2 separate regions of the Neogale vison genome follow, and region 1 is linked to region 2. A link is a contact called in public Hi-C data. All regions are on one chromosome and are shown on one strand. Each heading gives the region's core, a stretch centred on a gene start, on an enhancer-like site or on the middle of the called end of the contact. The rest is flanking DNA. Distances are from core to core; before and after follow the strand shown. Region 1 overlaps CD276 (CD276 antigen). Region 2 holds the start of NPTN (neuroplastin).

Region 1 (2,700 bases), core at 122-2,621, 53 kb before region 2:
CCTCTGCCTCCCTTCTAGCTCTTCTTTTAGAGCCCTGGGAAGTTAGTGAGAGGGGGCGGCTTCCCTGAGCCTTTTCTTTGGGGAGACATGCTCCCTACTCTGGCACTGCCATTCTTGGGTAAGTGGGTGCTCTGGGCACTAGCAAAGCAGGAACACTCAAAAAACGTAAAAACCAAACAGTCTTGATACAACGCTGACTGGATATAGCACCCATTAAAGGCTTCTTGCATTTAGAAAAATAGTATTTTTACTGCGAATTACAGGGAAAGGCTATCATGATCTTTCCCGTGTGTAGAGGTCTCTAAAGGTCTTATGCTGGCCCTGGATCTCTCGCTGCAACCACATGTCCCAGGCCGCTCTCCAACTGGTGTCCCTTATAGGGGGCATTTAGGAATGTAACCCAAGGAATCACCCAAAGCGCTTCAGAGAAATCAGAGCAGCCACAACCAGAGTTGCTCCTCCCTATGACCAGCAGGTGGCACCAGACACTCAGCTTTGTCTTCACCTACGGCAGAGGAAGGCAGTCCTGCCCTCTGCCAGGGGCTGGTAAGGATTTAAAATAGGATGAGGACGTTGTTATTAAAAATAATGCCGTTATTGAATGCTGACTCTGTGCCAAGAGCTGTGTGGGAAGAGTTACATCATTTATCCAACATGGTTACTGAGCAGCTACTATGTGGCTGGAACCAGTCCTGTCACTGAGGACAGACCCTGCTCTTTGAGCAGAGCGGACAAGAAGCAGATGAATGTACAACATGTCAGGCAGAGGTAAAGGCCAGGAAGCAGCATGACAAAGTAAGGTCGAGGGTAGGGAGAAGTGGTGTGCTGTGTTACACAAGGTAGCCAAAAAAACTTTGCTGAGGAGGTGACATCAGAGCAAAGACCTGAATGAAATAAAGGATCAAGTCATGCCTATGTGTGGGCACAGAAAGTTCCAGGCAGAGGGAACAGTACATGCAAAGGCCCTCAGGAGGGAGCATGCACACTGTGTGTTCAAGATACACATTATCACAGTAAGTGCTCACATGACCAAATTATAGTAGAGGAGATGGGTTAAGAAATGCAGAGTAAGTTGCCTATGGAAACCCGGTAGAAATGAGTGGACAGGCAACAGGGGACAGTGGGAGGACGTTGGCCAAAACCCTCCCCATCCCTGCTACACAAAAGGGCTCGGCAGGAGCCCTGCTGGGAATGGGTGCCCCCCCCTCCCTCCAGCCCCCACACTGCTCCCCTCACCTGTGACGCAGACCCACAGCGCTGCCAGGGCCGTGGCCAAGGGCACACGCATGCCCACACCCGCGCTGGCCCGGCAACACAGCATCTTCCCAAGAGGCAGCTGACAGCTGGGCTCTCCGTGGTGGAAGGCTGCCCCTGCCTGTGAGGAAGAGGAAGTGAGGCCTTTGTCTCCAAGGGTCTTCCCCAGGCCCGCCTTCACTTCATCCCCGCCCCCTAACCAGCTCAGGGAAGTCTGCAACCGCCCAGTGGCGGGTCCTCCCTTCCACACTCTACAAGGCTCCCCACTGAGGGCTTTTTTTTTTTTTTTTTTTTGAGACATGCTGGCAGGAGGGAACTGAGTCACTGGGGAGGTTAGACCAGGGCACACTGGGCAGGGGGCAGCTGGGACCCACCCCTTCAGAACTGAGATGTTGGTACAACATACGAGGAAGATGAGGCAAGGTGGCAAGTAGAGGCAAGGCTGGCCGGCCCAGGGCAAGAATGTGCGCAGATCAGTTTGCTCAGTTTGACTCCAGACGCCAGCTGGTGGGGAGAGTAAAGGCTGAGGCGGGAGCCAGACGGAAAGACAAGCTGAAAGGTCTGAAGCTTATCCTGAAGGTAACTGGGAGCCTCTGACAGTTCTGGAACAGGAGAAAGGATATGGTCGGAGCTGTGCTCCATAAAGACGACTGTTAGCATCTGCAGGATACAGGAGAAGAGATAAAGCAGGTCTGGGTGAGAACAACAGCGTTGGAGGGCGTGGGGAGAGAGGAAGGGGGCAGTCAGGCCAGCGGAGGTTTTGAGCCTCATGAGAGGGATGGGCAGTCACTGAGACAGAACATGGAGGTGGTCAGTGTTGCACGTGTGAAGTTAGCAGTGTTTGTGCAGACACCTCCCGGAGAGAGTACTAGGAGGCAGCTGGTATCAGGGGATGGGGCCCAAGAAAGAGCACACTTGCTAATCGGACACTCAGAGGCCAGGTCTGGGGCGAACACCAGAGGCTGGAGTGAGGCTGAGTGAGAGGCCGTAGAGGAGACCTCCCTGGGCCCAGCCCTGCTCCTGATCCTGGCTGCCCCCTCACGGTGTCTGACCCGGGGGGCTGAACCCACCTTCACCCCATCCCATAGCTGCTGTCTGATTGTTCCCATGTCCCAGGGAAGCCACATAAGCAGTGTGGACTTAGCTATCCAGCACTGTTCAACAAGAACAAGGTCGAGGGTGCTTGGATGCTTAGTGGGTTAAAGCCTCTGCCTTTGGATCAGGTCATGATCCCAGGATCCTGGGATAGAGCCCCACATCAGGCTCTCTGCTCAGCAGGGAACCTCTCTCTGCCTTCCTCTCTGCCTACTTGTGATCTCTGTCAAATAAATAAATAAATAAATAAATAAAATCTTTAAAAAAACAAAACAAAACAAAACACAGTTGAGTTGACGTTTTCACAACCACCCAGGGAGACAGCCAGATCCACTCAGTCCCATTTTGCAA
Region 2 (2,700 bases), core at 71-2,570:
ATCCCTTGGTCACACACACACCTAAAGTCTCAGAGGATATTGGTTTCCGTTCCATCCGCAACATGCCACAGCTGTAGTCCCAGTGTTTGCTTGAAAGCTCAGTCTGAAACCACCAGCTGTCCAGTTCATGCTGAAACCTTGAGACTACTTTGACTCGAGCCTGTGAAGGTCTTGGTGAGTGTTCCTTCCTTTTGGTTCCTGAAGCTCTATCTTTCAATTGACTCAGATCACCAGAACTGTTTACTTGTCTTCTCACAATTTCACTCCACAGACACTCCCCAGGATGTCTGGTCTGACTCAGAGATAAGCTAAGCTACGGAAACTCCTTTGATGGCCAAGGATCGACGGTGCTGATAGCAGTTCAAAAAAATACCCTTAAAAAGTGCATTTCTCAATTCCATACAAACAGTAGCGACCACATGGCAGAACTCTTCTCTGACTCCTTTCCTATGGGTCGTTTTGCTATGCCGTCATTCGTCCTCTTCCTTGTTCCTCTGACAGATTAGGTTGTGAACTTTATGAAAATGGGGACAATATTTACATCTGGGTTTCACAGCAGATGTGAAAACTTGGTACCCAGCAGGTACTCAATAAATGCTCACTGCATAAAAATGCTTCTGAAGATTCTTCATGTAAGTTAGTACATGATGACTTTCTTGTAGCATTTAGTGTCTATGGATGCGCAATTAGGCTAGCTGAACTTCAGGCCGTGAGATTCTGTGAAATTAAAATAAGGTCAGAATGGGGGAGGAGGAGGAGAAGCGCACGGAAAAGGAGGACATCTCAAGGGGCGGGAGCAAATGCAGAAAGCACAGGGTAATATCGAACACGTGGAGGACGTCACTATGCCTGGAGGATTAAAACAGGCGGAAGTAGAAGGTTGGAGCCAGATGCCTGTAGGGGTCTGAGGTCAAAGTCCAGAAGGAAGACCGAACAGGATTTTGGAGACGATGAGAGCAGCCTAGAGCTCCAACAAATGAAAAGCAGGATGAGAGAAGGAAACATATTGTGTCCCCAAAGCTTCCTCTTGTTTATGGGCGCTCCCGTCTCACAGAGGGTAAGCAAAAAGCACAGCCTACGGTTCCACCAAGGCCAAAGGAGTGGAGGAACCCCGCCCCGCCCCGTCACGTGGCCAGAAGTGCCCTTGGCACGTGACCCATCTAGCTCTAGGCCAATCAGCCTCTGCAGGGGCGGGACACCGGTCTGAGGGGCGGGAGCATCAGTCGAGGCCGCTTCTTCTCGCGAGCTTTGCCGCCGTCTCTCTTTAACCGCCCACGGCCCCGGAGCGAAGATCTCGCGAGGCTTGGGCGCTGCGGCGGTAGGAGGAGGACGGAGAAGGACGGAGCCTAGCTGTTGCTGCCTCCCTCGCTCACTCCCTCGCGCACTCGCCCGCCCCCTCCCTCCCTCCCCTCCCTTCCCCGGCCCTGGCCCCGGCCCCGGCTCTGGCCCCGGCCCATTCGCTGTTCGGTCTTCCGCAGGGAGGATGTCGGGCTCGTCGCTTCCCAGCGCCTTGGCCCTCTCGCTGTTGCTGGTCTCTGGCTCCCTCCTCCCAGGGCCAGGCGCCGCTCAGAACGGTAAGCGGGGTGCCGGGGGCGGGCCGGGCGGGGGCCGAGGGACGCCGGCGACCGGAGGAGGCCGTCCCGGGCCCGAGGAGGTGCAGGAGCAAGGGGAAGAGGGCCTGTCGAGAGTATGAAGGGCTGCGCACCCGAGGGGAGATGCGGGTCGGGAGTTCGAAGAGGCGCGGGTGTGAGAACCGAGGCGCCGGTCCGAGAGGTGGGGGCGTCCGTTAGGAGCCTGTGGTGTTGCGGACTTACAGGCTCCACATCGTGGGGCTCGTCGCTGCGAGCCGGGGAGGGGACACTGGGAAGCCGACGTGAGGAGCTGGAGTAGCGGGGGCGGATGAGGAGGGGGCGCAGCATTTAAAGAAGGCGGTAGAATCCAGGTATTTATGTTTAAGGCGACGGGAGTGGTGTCACTAAGGCTTCCCAAGAGGACGGGGGTCCCGGGCACTGGGGTTATCTAGGATTCTACGGGGGCCCTGTGAGACAGCTGACATCCCTAAAAAAAAAAAAAAAAAAAAAGAAAAGGAGACACTGGGGGGAGGGGAGTCCTGAAGAACACTGAGCAGAGTACTAGAGCCCCAAGGAGGGGTAAAGACTCGCGGAACCTTAGATGTGGAGGTGGAGGGAAGGTAGGTGGAAAGCTAAGGTAGTGGGTTGACTGCAGTAAGGGATCTGGAAAGAGAAACAGCTGTGGCTCTCAACGAGATGGGGGAAGAGGGCTGGGTTTGCTAAGGAGGGTGGAGTGTTGGGCATTCTAGGGTAGTGGTTGGGAGAGCAAAAAGGAGTTTCTAAATAAGGAGAGGAAAAAACGAGCAGAGGATGGGGAGAAAGGGTTGAAACTGAGGTAGGGGGAATATTTATTAGAGCAATAAGGGTGCCTGGGTACAGAGATGGGGGTGGGGGAAAGACAAAATAAGGAAAGGGAGTAAAATACAGGAAGCCGGGGGTGTAATGTTAGTTTGCAGTGTAGAGACTATGTTAGGGTCGGGAGGAGCTGAGTTGTGGCGAGTGTTGTATGATACTGTTTAGGGCTTTGGGAAGGCAGAGACACATAACTGGAACTGCAGGGGTGGGACTGAATCTGAAGACAGGGAGATGGAGGCAGTGGGGTTTAAAGATCTAAAAGTTTCAGAGCAGA

The links. A called contact is a pair of places that touch in the nucleus more often than the background predicts.
Region 1: a Hi-C map of muscle shows a contact between it and region 2, with 5 times the contacts expected there. The contact joins the enhancer-like site here to the promoter of NPTN in region 2. A contact is called at or near these places in 2 of 3 Hi-C or Micro-C datasets (fibroblasts and muscle).

The regions. Positions count from the first base shown.
Region 1 is chr13:116,067,557-116,070,256 of ASM_NN_V1, reverse strand. CD276 (CD276 antigen) reads right to left here. Exons shown (of 10, transcript XM_044229623.1): 2 at 1,237-1,375. The coding sequence starts at 1,321. Among named protein-coding and RNA genes, the nearest start is that of CD276, 13 kb to the right of the region's middle. Within about 2 kb of position 1,371, the one cell type or tissue checked has open chromatin away from gene starts, as enhancers often do. A contact at or near this core is called in fibroblasts, where this site is marked.
Region 2 is chr13:116,014,718-116,017,417 of ASM_NN_V1, reverse strand. NPTN (neuroplastin) reads left to right here and starts at 1,320. Exons shown (of 9, transcript XM_044231797.1): 1 at 1,320-1,574. The coding sequence starts at 1,484.